2 separate regions of the Sus scrofa genome follow, and region 1 is linked to region 2. The links are chromatin contacts, called in public Hi-C maps. All regions are on one chromosome and are shown on one strand. The core of a region is the stretch at or near the end of the contact, and the rest is flanking DNA. Distances in the headings are between cores, read along the strand shown.

Region 1 (6,611 bases), core at 3,077-5,576, 40 kb before region 2:
CAAACCCGCAACCTCATGGTTCCCAGTTGGATTCATTTCCGCTGTGCCACGATGGGTTCCTAGTCGGATTCATTTCCTGCCTTTTAGCTATAGAAAAACTTTAGTCAAAGAACCAATTTAATCAGAGAAGTGAAAGAAAACACAGAGGAAAAACAGTAATGATAATTCAGCCATTTGGAGTTCCCGTCGTGGCTCAGTCGTTAGCAAATCCGACTAGGAACCACGAGGTTTCAGGTTCGATCCCTGGCCTCGCTCAGTCGGTTAAGGATCCGGCATTGCCAAGAGCTTTGGGGTAGGTCGCAGACGCGGCTTGGATCCTGCATTGCTGTGACTCTGGCATAGGCCAGTGGCTACAGCTCCAATTAGACCCCTAGCCTGGGAACCTCCATATGCCTCGGGGCGGCCTTAGAAAAAGGCAAAAAGACAAAATAATAATAATTCAGCCATTCAACAAAGTCAAGGACCTTCAGTTCTTCAAAGACTGTAGATGATATTCTGAGCCCGCCCCTGGAGCTGTTTTGGGGGTGCTAAAGTCCCCACCAGGTGAAAGAAGTCTACTGTATGCTGCCCACAAGCACGAGGACCCCAGACCAGAACAAGAAGGTTGATGGGGAGTTCCCGTCGTAGCGCAGTGGTTAACGAATCTGACTAGGAACCATGAGGTTGTGGGTTCAATCCCTACCCTTGCTCAGTGGGTTAATGATCCAGCGTTGCCGTGAGCTGTGGTGTAGGTCGCAGACGAGGCTCGGATCCCGTGTTGCTGTGGCTCTGGTGCAGGCTGGCAGCTACAGCTCCGATTAGACCCCTAGCCTGGGAACCTCCATATGCTGCGGGAGCGGCCCAAGAAATGGCAAAAAAAAAAGAAGGTTGATGACGCTGACTGCCCATCACCTCACCACTCACCAATCAGGAAAATGTCCAAGAGCTGGACATGCCCTGCTCCTCAAACACTGGAAGACTTCTCACTATCCCCTCTAAGTGGGGGCCACAGTCCTTGAGGGGCTAGCCTGCTGTGTTCCCCTCTTTGCCTGGCAATTAAAGCTAATTTTTCTGTTTCCTCCAACTCTGTCTCTCCGTTTCTAATTGGCTTCAGTGTGCAGCAGCAGGCGACATTTCGGCAATACAAGTGACCTGAGCCCTGTCACCAGTTACCCCCAAGGCAGCCAGATGAATCACAAAATCTTTTTTGTTGTTGTTCTTTTTACAGCCACACCTGCAGCATATGGAAGGTCCCAGGTTAGGGGTTGAATTGGAGCTGCAGCTGCTGGCCTACACCACAGCCACAGCAAAATGAGAGTCAAGCTGCATCTGCAACATACGCCTCAATAATGGATCCTTAACCTACTGAGCAAGACTGGGGATCAAACTCCCATCCTCACAGAGACAACATTCGTTCTTAACCTGATGAGCCACCACAGGAACTCCACAAAATCTTTTTTTTTTTTTTCTTTTTGGCCACACCCACTGCATTTGAAGTTCCTGGGCCAAGGATTAAACCTGGGCCACAGCAGTGACAATGCCAGATCCTCCACCCACTAGGCCACCTGGAAACTCCTCACAGAATCTTAAATCAGCTGATTTTAATACCCTGATTTTACAGACAAGGGAACTAAAGACCAGAGATGGGGAGGGACTAGTCCAAGGTCACACAGCCTCAAGGGGAAGATTCAAGGTTAGGCCCAGAGGTCCTGGTTGTTTCCTGTGGCCTCACTATATACCTCCTCTGAGGCCACATGGCAGCTCTGGTCCAGGACTCCAGAAACTTAGCCCCATCCACCAATTCAGCTGGCCATCTTAATTTCTCCAGGAGCATCTAAATTATATGGGTGTGTTGGAGTTCCCGTCGTGGCGCAGTGGTTAACAAATCCGACTAGGAACCATGAGGTTGCGGGTTCGGTCCCTGCCCTTGCTCAGTGGGTAAACGATCCAGCGTTGCCGTGAGCTGTGGTGTAGGTTGCAGACGCGGCTCGGATCCAGCGTTGCTATGGCTCTGGCGTAGGCTGGCGGCCACAGCTCCAATTAGACCCCTAGCCTGGGAACCTCCATATGCTGCAGGAGCGGCCCAAGAAATAGCAAAAAGACAAAAAAAAAAAAAAAAAAAATTATATGGGTGTGGAAGCCAAAGACTATACAAAGGTGCTTTTCACAGGGTAGGGGAGGAGTTCTGTCATGGCAGAGTGGAAATGAATCTGACTGGAACCATGAGGTCGTGGATTCAATCCTGGCCTTGCTCAGTGGATTAAGGATCTGGCATTACTGTGAGCTGTGGTGTAGGTCACAGACGTGGCTCAGATCTGGCATTGCTGTGGCTGTGGTGTAGGCCGGCAGCTGTAGCTCCGATTTGACCCCTAGCCTGGGAACCTTCATATGCCGCAAGTGCAACCCAAAAAAGGCAAAAAAAAAAAAAAAAAGCAAGGGTAGGGGATTAAGAAGTACAAACTACTCCGTAAAATAAATAAACTGCAAAGATATAGAGTACAACACAGGAAATATACCCAATATTTTATAATAACTATAAATGGAACATAATCTTTAACACCTGAAACATAATATTGTACATCAACTACAACCTCAATTCTTTTATTTATTTATTTTTTGATCTTTCTGCCTTTTCTAGGGCTGCTCCCGCAGCATAGGGAAGTACCCAGGCTAGGGGTCTAATTGGAGCTGTAGCCAGCCTACGCCAGAGCCACAGCAACACAGGATCCCAGCCACGTCTGTGACCTACACCACAGCTCACGGCAACACCAGATCCCAGGCCCACCGAGCAAGGCCAGGGATGGAACCTGCAACCTCATGGCTCCTAGTCGGATTCGTTAACCACTGCACCACGACGGGAACTCCTAACCTCAATTCTTTTAAAAGGTGACTTTTATATGTCGAAAACAAGTGGGCAGGAATTCCCTCCGTGGCTCATGGGGATTGGCAGCATCTCTGGAGTCCTGGGACACAGGTTCAATCCCCAGCCCGGCACAGTGGGTTAAGGATCCAGCACTGCTGCAGCGTAGGTCACGTCTGTGGCTCAAATCTGATCCTTGGCCAGGGATGCTATGGGGAGGCCTAAAAAACAAAAACAAAAACAAAACAAAAGCAAGTGGGCCAAGAAGGGAAAACATCATCCTGGGAGATACAGGGAACTGCAAAGTTAGCTAACTACATAAACTGCCAGAGCTGACTGAAGAGACTGAGACAGGAAGGACAAAAGCCACACCTGCCCAGGTAATTGAGTTCCCAGAGTGAGGTGGGCTCTGAGATAACCCATGCAGAGGTCTGGATAAAGCAGCTGATATGACTGAAATAGAAAGTTAAGGAGCTTCTGTCATGGCTCAGTAGTTAACAAATCCAATAAGGAACCATGAGGTTGTGGGTTCGATCCCTGGCCTTGCTCAGTAGGTTGAAGATCCCGCGTTGCCGTGAGCTGTGGTGTAGGTTGCAGATGCGGCTCAGACCCCTAGCTTGGGAACCTCCACATGCCGCGGGTGCGGCCCTAAAACAGGCAAAGTCAAAAAAGAAAAAAAAGAAAGAAGAAAAGTTAAAATACGCACACCTCTTTCATAAAAAGACTGCTTTGAGTATTAAGATGAATCATAATGCTTGGCACATAGTAGGTGTTCAAGAAATGGTTTCTAACGCTAACTGACTGATTGAGCCATCCTGGGTTCCCTTCTCGCTCCTCTTTTACAGAACAGAACTTACCGTATTACAATTGTCTGGTAAGTTTGGTGAGGGCGGCACCGGTGCCCGGCTTGCTCACGCACTGTAGTACCCAGCACCTGGCACATAGTGGTGCTCCATACGTATTTTTGAATGAATGACACCTTTGCCCTTGATCGTTGAAGTCCCCTCGGACTCCAACATTCCTGATTTGCCCCGGACTGAGGGGTTTCTTGGGAGGCAGCAGTGCTGAAACCCGGTCAGTCTCGGGCAAACCGCAGTTGAGTGACATGATAGATAAATTTTCAGGAAGAAAGGGGTTAAAAATCGGGAGAGGACGAAGATCGAATGGCTCCGCCCACTTAGGCTGTAGCCCCACCCCTTACCACGGCCCTCCCTCCCTGGCTCCGCCCCTTCCTCTGGGAAGGTCACCTTCGAACGCGGGAGACTAAGTGGGCATGCGTCCGGCCCACGGCAACTACGCCCGTTCTTGCAGGCTTTCTCCGCCTTCCCTCCACCCACTCGGGAAACCGGAAGCCACCTCCCACTCGGTGGTTCTGAGCAGCTAGCGGGTCCTCGGTGGACGCTGGCTCGGCGCCGCGGTGCTCGGTGGGACAGCGGCGGAGAGTGCCCTCGGGGTGAAGGGGTGGGGCTCGACGTCAGAAACCAAAATGGCGGCGGTGGTCGCGGTCTCCTTGAAACGCTGGTTCCCGGCCACAACCCTTGGCGGAGCCTGCCTGCAGGTGAGCACCCGCCCCGGGCGGAGGGGGCGAGCCAGGCATGAAGGTCACGGAGACGGCTTGCAGTGGGGAGGGCAGCGGAAGGGCTGAGGGAGCACAGGGCCAGGCCTCGAGGAGGACAACCCGCTCCCACCCGCGCAGTGCTCTAACTCTGGTCGGGAGCGTTCCTGCCGGTTATCTTTCTGCACCTTTCTGCAGCCCGTGAATTGGTCAGGGCGGAGAGGGTTTTTTAGACACAAGAAAGAGAAGTTCGGAGAGGGAACTGGAATTGCCCAAGGTCACATGGCGAGCGAGTGTCTGTTGGGAAGCATAATTCGAATCCGACCATTTGGCCTCCGAGCCCTTTTTCTGACTCCTTTGGGAAAGACAGACCTGCCGGAGCGCTAAGGATAAAACTGGGAGGCGAGGTCACTCCTCCAGGGTGCTCAGTAAAGAGGGAAAGGGCGGGTGAATTGTTGGGGCCAAGGGAACAGAAAAATGGAAGGTAATCCGCTTGATGCCCTGAGGATATGAGTCTTCGTAAAGCAGAGTCATCCGCTCTGAATCTCTACCTGTAAAGGGCGTACCGACCTTATCGAGCTTGGCACTGCTCTTATTTACGTTCTTCAGGGTGCATCCCTTGAGTTGTCAGGAAGCTACACACTTGTGATCTGCATTCAAAATGGGAGGAAGGGAAATTGCCATCGCAATTTGTGTATGTAAATCCCTTTCAAATCTTTTTCGTCCTTTGGGCTCCTGAAAAAACCCTGTAAGATGGACAAGCAGGAATTCTTACCTCCATTTTAGAGTTTGGAAAACTGAGGCCTCAGAAAGTGGTGTTTTGGGTTTTTTTGTGTTTGTTTTTTTACTTGTTCAAAATATCACAGCCAAGAATGGGTTGATCCAGGACCAGACCCCAGTGTTTTGATCTTTGTATGTGAAAAACTCCTAGCATAGATCTGCCCACAATAGAGGTACAAGAATTATGAATTCCCCTCCTCTTCCTGCACCTCCATGAGAACATATTCGCTGGCATATGGCCAGTCTTCTAACACCAGCTCTTTGCAATATGCTCTATGTGAACTCAGACAGGTCATCTCGCAGCCTTCTGAGAAGTAGGGCTGGGGATGAAAACTGCCTACCAGCATCTTAAGCTGAGCGTTAAATTGGTGATTGATAATGACCTTGTTTACAGCTCTTTTATACTTGCTGAGCAAGCAGTTAGGTTGTGAGAGTCCCACCAATGAGAGTGCATTCTGAAGCTCAGGTCCCTCCTCCAAGAATGAATTACAGAGAAAGTTGGTTTCATAGGTCAGTGTTGTAATTCCAGGTGAAGCCACTGTAGGGCCTCCTGAGGGCAAAGAAAATAAATTACACTCACACCCCCGTGTAGGAAAATATATTCACATCCATAAATAGTGACATCATCATAATCCACCTGAATAGAATCCGTAATGAGCTTGGTGTACTACTTTCGGGTATACTCTGGTTCCTAAGAGTCTAGGACACAGTGGGAGATCTCTTCTGAATTCCTCATGCTTTTGTTTGTACCACTGAACCACAGTTCTGCCTGTGAGTATTGAACTGTAGTGTATTAACTGTTGTTTATGTTGCCTCATTTCTTCCTCTAGACTGTGTACTCCCCAAGGGCAAATACCACAGACTTTCAGTTGTGTGTCTCATTGCCTCTAGAGCTGACGGGGCTTGCTATACCCATCTGCCAATTAGAATAATGCAAGAACAGGAGTTCCCGTCGTGGCGCAGTGGGAACAAATCCCGACTAGGAACCATGAGGTTGCAGGTTCAATCTCTGGCCTCGCTCAGTGGGTTAAGGATCTGGCATTGCTGTGAGCTGTGATGTAGATCGCAAACGCAGCTTGGATCCTGCATGGCTATGGCTGTGGCCCAACTGTAGCTCCTCCTAGCCTGGAAACCTCCATATGTCCCAGGTGCAGCCCTAAAAAGAAAAAAAAAAAAAAAAAGAATAATGCAAGAATGGATATGGTTGCCAATGTGGAAGAGCAGAAATTATTTTCTGAGCAATGCCAGAAACTTGGCCCTCCTGTTAATCCTATGAGGTAGATTTTAATACCCACTACTTTCTTACAAAAGGAAACAAAGTCAGAAAAAGTTAAGTAATTTGCCAAAGAACGTCCAGCTACTAAGTTTTAAATCTTGGCTTTGGACCACCACCATTCACACCTTTCGGAAACTGTCTCTCTCTGGTGAGACCTCCCT
Region 2 (7,464 bases), core at 2,779-5,278:
AGCACCTGGGATCTGTCCCAAAGTAGCATCTCCCAGCAGCAAAACTGGGGAAGTTTTAATCTAAAGGTACACATACATCCAAAAAGGGGCGTTGGCAGTGGGCAGAGTACAAGCTTTAGTTGATGATACAAGGGTCAGAAAAGGTCAATGTCATGACCGCTTAGGTTTCTGCTGATCTAGTGGTTGAGCCTTCAGGCTAATATTTACCACTGAAACAATTGGGAGTCTTTACTGATATATTATCTTTGCTACTGTTATTTCGCTTGCCAGATAACAATTTTTTTTTTTTTTCATTTTAGGGCCAAACCTGCAGCATATGGAAGTTCTCAGGCTAAGGATCAAATAGGAGCAGCAGCTGCAGGTCTGCGCCACAACCACAGCAACGATGGATCCAAGCCACATCTGCGACCTACGTTACAGCTCTTGGCAATGCTGGATTCTTAACTCACTGAGACACTGGCTGGTCCAGGGATCGAACCAGCATTCTCACAGACACTATGTCAGGTTCTTAACCCACTGAGCCACAATGGGAACCCCAACAATTTGTTCTTTTGTTCCCTTAAGATCATTAATTACTGAGACCTGTTCTAGGGCAAGCCTTGCAACTAGGCTTAGATTACGAAATGTCTTAGACCAAAAATGGCTTCTCTCTCTCTCTCTCTCTCTCTTTTTTTTTTTTTTTTTTTTTTTGTCTTTTTGTCTTTTCTAGGGCTGCACCTGCAGCATATGGAGGTTCCCAGGCTAGGGGTTGAATCAGAGCTATAGCCGCTGGCCTACCCCAGAGCCACAGCGACCCGGGATCCGAGCCGCGTCTGCAACCTACACCAGAGCTCACGGCAACACAGGATCCTTAACCCACTGAGCAAGATCAGGGATCGAACCTGCAACCTCATGATTCCTAGTCGGTTTCATTAACCACTGAGCCACGATGGGAACTCCCAAAAATGGCTTCTCTTAAGTCAAGAAAGCCATACCTGGTTTTCTTTCTCTGGCCACCCCCACCCCCAATCCCATCTGGTTTCAGGACCAGGCAGATCATGTCCTTCCTGAGGGCCCCAAGGGAGCAGCAGCCCCAGAAGGGAATATCTCCCATGGGCCCAGCCCACAGATGAGTGCAGCCCAGCCCACAGACCACCCAGAAGACCACAGTGAGAGCCGCTTCCCTAAAGGGAACCCTGGGCAGATGCAGAGCCTCCCACATCCTCTGTGGTTTGAAAGGAAGCTTCCTCTGGCCTCCTGCCCATGAAGACCATGGACCAAGCAGCAGGTGCAGCTCCTTCCCCGAGGAGTCTCCAAGGAGTCTCTTAAATGCCACGTTGCAACAGGAAGAATGACAAAGCAGTCATGCGATGCAGTCCCTAAGGTCCCACTTTTATGAAGCTTCTAGCCCAGTGCCAGGATCTCAAAAAAGCAGCCGGCATCTACCAAATTCCTGCCACCTCACTTCATCCTCCCAACAGCTTTCATTTTACAGATGAGGAGAGAGGCTCAGAGAGGGAAAGTGAATTTTTTTAGCTCACCCAGCAAAAAAGCAACTGATGTACATCCAGGCCCAGGTCTCCCTGGTGCTGGAGCCCAGCCCCGTGCCACTGTACTACACTGCCTCTTGGGAAGGTCATCTAGAGCAAACCAGTTATGCAAACTTAGCCATCCTGTTTACCACTGAAATTGGGGCTCCCCTGGTAAGTGTTCTGCCAGGCATCCGGCTAAGCCCTGGGGGAGGAGATGTGGGCTCTGAGAAGTTAAGTAGCTGCTCCCACTGGGGTATCTGCAGGTGAAGCAGGTCCTCTCACCCCATCCCCCGGGTGGTCAACCTGCTGCACTGGCAGCCTACCCCAGCTGAGCAAATGGCCCCCCACCTGCTCAGACCAAACCCCCAGGGGAAGGGCATCTTTGATTCCATCCCTGAATCTCTACATCCCCTCCATCAACAAGTCCTGGCAATACTTACTCCTTTATCAAATGTATGTATTGAGTTCTTGGTCCAGGCCTTCCCTGCTTCCCTTCCGAGTCTCCTCTCCACCATTACTCTCCATCGCAGCTCTGTCTCCTTCCAGCCCTTTCCACCATAGGTTGTTCCCACACATTGCTTTGGGGTTTTCCTCTGCTTACCTTGGCTGCTCCCCATGTCTCTGTTCACCCTCCTAGAACAGCACCTGGCACTGCATAAATCAGCCTGATACATGATGATGGATCAGGCCACCTATCCTTGGCCCTAATGTGATCCTTCTTGGGTTTGCCCCAGAGTCTCCCCAGGCTCTCTGATCCTTTGGAGATCCTAGTCCAGAAGCCATCCACCCCAGGGTCAAGGGATGCCATGTCTGTACCTGTCACTATGGGGCAATGCCATGTGCCCTGCAGGGGCCTTCTTGTTTCCCACCTGTGCAGGTGTGTCTATGGTCATGCTATGAGGCTTCTGAAATCGGGTCATGCCTCTGCTATTTCTCTGGCTTTTTTTTTTTTTTTGTCTTTTTAGGGCCATACCTGCAGTATATGGAGGTTCCCAGGCTAGGGGTCAAATAGGAGCTGCAGCTGCCGGCCACAGCCACAGCAATGCCAGGTCCCAGCTATATCTGCAACCCACGCTGAAGCCCAAGGCAATGCCAGATCCTTAACCCACTGAGCGAAGCCAAAGATCGAAGCCTCAGCCTCATGGATACTAGTTAGGTTCTTAACCCACTGAACCACAATGGGAACTCCTTCTCTGGCATTTGAGAGGCTTTTTTTTTTTTTTTTTGTCTTTTTGCCTTTTCTGGGGCTGCTCCCATGGCATATGGAGGTTCCCATTCTAGGGGTCTAATTGGAGCAATAGCCACCGGTCTACGCCAGAGCCACAGCAACGTGGGATCCTTACCCCACTGAGCAAAGACAGGGATCAAACCCGCAACCTCATGCTTCCTAGTCGGATTCGGTAACCACTGAGCCACGATGGGAACTCCTTGAGAGGCCTTTTGTACATCACTGCAGAGCCTCCCCAGGTCCATGCATATCTCTGTGAGTCTCTGGGCAGAAATGTCTTCTTTCTTTAATATTTATCCAGCAGAACCAGCACTGTCCCTAGTGCTCTACATGCTTTTTCTCACATAAGCCTCATAATAATCAAGCAGGGATTGCTAATGTCATCATCCTCCTATAGGTTAAGAAATGAAACCCAGAGGAGTTCCCTTTGTGGCTCAGTGGAAATGAATCCGACTTGTATCCATGAGAATGCGGGTTCCATCCCTGGCCTCCCTCAGTGGGTTAAGGATCCAGCATTGCCATGAGCTGCTGATGCCAATCGGATCCCATGTTGCTGTGGCTGTGGTGTAGGCCAGAGGCTATAGCTCCGATTCGATCCCTAGCCTGGGAATTTCCATATGCCTCTAGTGTGCCCCTCCCAAAAGAAAAAAGAAAAAAAAGAAATGAGGCCCAGAGAGGTTAAGTGACTTGCCCAAGGTCCCAGAGCCTAGAAGAGATGGAGGCCAGCTTGAATCAGCAGGCATCATCCTCAACCACTATAATATGCAGCCGGGGCTGACTCCATGTGTGGAGAGTGTGACGGTGGAGGTGGGTGTGTGTGTTACACCTGTGTTTTAAGTGTCACACTACTGGGTGTGCTCTGTCTCTAAGTATCACCTCTGTGCGTTGTGTCTGTGTCTTGAGAGTCTAGCCTTTGTGTGTGCCTCTGAGGTTGTTGTGTACCTGTGTGTTTGTGTACCAAAGTTGTCCTGTTTCCCTGAGACAATTCTGCGTGTCTGAGAATTGTCGTGTCTGTTTCTCTGTGTCACAACTCTGTAGTCAGCCTGTGTGGGGCGGGAGAGGTGGGTGTACTTGTGTTTGTGCATCTGAGGGCTATTTCTGAGTGTGTGTCTGTGTGTTCATTCGTGTCTGCGGATTGTCCTGTCGGAGTCCCTCAATGTCCCTTCTCTGTCTATGCGTCTGTCCCAGGGCTGTCGTTATCTCTCAGTCCCTGCCTGCGGCTTGGCGGGAGGAGGGAGCGTGGCGGGGGGGGCTCGGACTACAAGTCCCGGCAGCCCAGGCGGCGCGCGGGCGGACTTGGGGCCGCAGAGGGCGGGGCGGGGCTTGGCTGCGCTCAGATCTCGACTGCGGCACCTCGGCGGCCGCGTCAGCCACTCGGCTCTGCAGGTTCCCTGGCCGCCCAGCCGCGCAGCGCCCTGCGCCCCCCCGGCCTTCCGCCTTGGTCCCCATCGCGGGGCGTCGCGACGCCTGGGCCCGGCGATGAGCGCGAGGAGCCACCATGAGCGCAGGTGAGTGCGCAGCCCCTGCAGACAGGAAACCGGGGGGCGCGGTCCCCAGGCCGCGCGTCGTCGCACCTGGCGTGGGTAGACACCCCCACTGCGCGGTTGCTGGCCGAGGAGCGATCCCGGGGGTATCACTGCGCCCGTGCCCTCCCCCCTTCCAGAGAGGCTAAGAGCCGGGGATGGCGCTGCGCAGAGCCTTGGACGAGGAAGCTCCTGGCGCCTTGCAAGGGGCCGGGGGTGGGGGTGGGGGTGTCGGTGGCCGGGCACGCAGAGATGCCTCCCTCCCACTGGACGCCCTCCCGCACTGACGTCCAGGTTGGGGAAGAGGCGCGGAGGCCTCTGCATCCGGGTCCTCGGAGCAGTTGTTCCTCTTGGCTGAATGAATGAATGGGGTTGGAGAAGCCAAGGCTCCCCGAGTCCCTGGATGGGAGTGCCCCGGAGCCCAAATGCCACCCCTGAACTCCTGCCTCAGGCCCCCAGCTCCAAGACCACACCCTCCATATTACCTATTCCAGGTCCACCCTTTCCGGAGCTAATTTAAATCCCACCTGCTGCAAATGAGGCCAATAGACCTCTCCTATCCAGAAGGGTCTCATTTCCATGTGGGTTGCTCAGAGCCCAGACCTCAGCCAAGAGCCACCAATGCTGGAGCATCCTCTCCACAGCTGCAGACCCTTCAGGCCTCTCCCTCCAGATCTCCCACCTTACCCCCCCACAGCACCACTCCCACTAATCAAAATCTAGAGTGAACCTGGCTGAGGGAGGGGAAGTACTGAGGAAATAGTCCAGATCCAAAGATTCACAGAGCTCCTGGCAGATTGTCCCTCTTGCTCCTAGCCCAGCAGAGGAGAGGAGCTTCTGGCCACAAGGGAAACACAGCAGGGGGAGGCGGCAGTGCTGCCCTGAGCCACTGCCAGGTCACCAGCAGGAAACCCGTGCTTCCGCAGGAAACAAGAGGTTCCCAAATGGTTTGACTCCAGCCCCTCTGTTCTGCAGCGCCAGTGGCATTGCCCCTAGGGCCGTGGAGTCAGACTAGGTTCAAGTCCAGTCTTGACCACTCAGAGCTGTGTGACTTGAGACAGGTTAACCTCTCTGTGCTTTGTTTTAAATGGGGATCCTGGAGTTCCCACTGTGGCTCAGCAGTAACAAAGCCAACTAGGATCTATGAGGACGCAGATTCAATCCCTGGCCCCACTCAGTGCGTTAAGGATCCGGCATTGCCATGAGCTGCGGTGTGGGTCGCACATGCGGCTCAGATCTGGCATTGCTGTGGCTGTGGTGCAGGCCGGCAGCTGCAGCTCCAATTCGATCCCCTAGCCTGGGAACATCCATATGCCATGGGTGCGACTCTAAAAAGCAAAAAGGCAAAAATATATGGGGATCATCATCCATACTTTCTACGAGGTGGCTGTGAGGATGAACGAAGAGGGATGTGTTCATTCAGACCCACTTTTTTCCAGCTTCTCCCCTTTGAAGCTGTGTGACGCTGTGTTCCTCAATTTCCCCAGCTGTAAAATGGGATGATACTAGTCCCTGAAGGGTTATGTGTGAAGATCAGCCCTTGTTGTTCAAAAGAGTCATACAGTCATTGCGAAAGCTTCCTCATCCCAAGCAGCTGGCCTGAGCCGGCTTCAGGAGAGATCAGACGCTGGCCTGACCTTCCTGTGCCATCCTGGAGGAGACTGAGATGCCAATTGAGATAAACAAGCATTTCCGAGTGTTTTTTTGTTCTTTGTGTTTTCTCTTCTTCCTTTTTGACCACGCTGCAGCATATGGAGTTCCTGGGCCAGGGACCAGATCCGAGCCAGAGTTGCGTCCTAGGCTGCAGCTGTGGCATTGCCAGATCTTTTAACCCGCTGTGCCGGGCCAGGGATCAAACCTGTATCCTGGTGCTGCCGGGACGCTGCCCATCCTGTTGTGCCACAGCAGGAACTTCCCGAGTGTTCTGACAGGTGTTCTGCAAGAGCGTACCCTGGGCTTGACCTTGGGGATACCAGAGGGTTCCCCAGATGTGACTTCCTCCTTCGAGCTCCCTTCCCTCTTCCCCAGGCTGACTGGTAGAGCATTGTCATGAAGCGATGGGTGTGTGTGAGGCACAAGAAAGAACTCCCAGAGGGAGCATTTTGTGTAGATCCTGGAGAAGCCAGCCAGTGATGGACTCGGGTGGGGCCTTTGAAGAAGCAGCTCCTCCCTGTGCCCCTCACAGCTGAGCCAGGGCAGGAGCGAACGCAGTGACTCCCAGCGCCGTGGCTTCCACACTCTGTAATACCAGCAAGGTGTACGGGCTTTCATTCACTCGTTCATTCATTCAGTAAAGGGTTCCTGAGTCCCAGCCCCATTCCAGGCACTCTGAACAGGAGGGTGATGACACATGTGCCAGTCTGATGTGATGGTGTCAGCGGATGGGGCTCAGGTGGGCAGAGAGCACTTTGGAGGAAGGCCCTTTCCAGCTGCGAGACAAATTGACAGGCAGACTGCCTCTCCCGAGGCTCAGGTCTCTCTGTAAGATGGGATGCGTTGCGTGATGGTCGTGGGAGCAAATCAGATCAGTGGGCGCAAAGGGACCTGCCCAGGCTTGGCTGGACATGCTGCCAGGGCCGGCTGCTGGTCTGAGGGTTTTAAGGCAGAGGGAGGAGCTGTTGAGTACACACAGGGGCCCAGTGGCACAGCGGTGGGTTTTCAGACAGGGTGATGGTAACGTGGAGGGGAGCCTGAGAAATGGGTCAGAGCAGAAGCCACATCTCTTTGGCAGGGAGCCAGCAACCGCCCATCTGCAGAGGCCCATGCCTCAGGAACTGCAAACCCCGCGTGTGCCAGCTGCTTGGGCATTATGACCCTAGAGATGGGAAACAGAAGCCCAGCGAGGCTAAGGCCCTTGGCAGAGAGCCAGGAGCACAGTTACTGATGGAGATGACGGCGGGGACGGTGGCAGTGTTGTTAAGAGCGTGGGCCCTGCAGCCACACTGCCGGCATCCACGTCCCACAGGCTCTGTGGCCTTTGGGCAACTTACTTCACCTCTCTGTGCCTCGATTTCCTAATCTAAAGTGGGGATAAAAGTAGGCAGGACACACTGCATAGGGTTGTGGTGAGGAATTGATAAATGAATGTAGGTGAAGTCCTTGAACACTGCCTGGCCCGTGTCAGTGCCTGTTACCCCGAGGTGCTCTCTTCCCTCACTCCCCAGAAACAGCCCAAGAACAGCCCTAAAGGGTGTGAAACTCC

What was found. A called contact is a pair of places that touch in the nucleus more often than the background predicts.
Region 1: a Hi-C map of skeletal muscle shows a contact between it and region 2, with 8 times the contacts expected there. The contact joins the promoter of SDHB here to the promoter of ATP13A2 in region 2. A contact is called at or near these places in 1 of 5 promoter capture datasets (liver), 8 of 47 Hi-C or Micro-C datasets (embryonic fibroblasts, epiblast stem cells, heart right ventricle and 2 more) and 2 of 2 datasets of contacts at active chromatin or transcription factors (alveolar macrophages and skeletal muscle).

What each region holds. Positions count from the first base shown.
Region 1 is chr6:75,675,826-75,682,436 of Sscrofa11.1, reverse strand. It overlaps SDHB (succinate dehydrogenase complex iron sulfur subunit B), which reads left to right and starts at 4,326. Exons shown (of 8, transcript NM_001104953.1): 1 at 4,326-4,397. The coding sequence starts at 4,326.
Region 2 is chr6:75,635,155-75,642,618 of Sscrofa11.1, reverse strand. ATP13A2 (probable cation-transporting ATPase 13A2) reads left to right here and starts at 4,028. Exons shown (of 29, transcript XM_005665049.3): 1 at 4,028-4,247. The coding sequence starts at 4,238.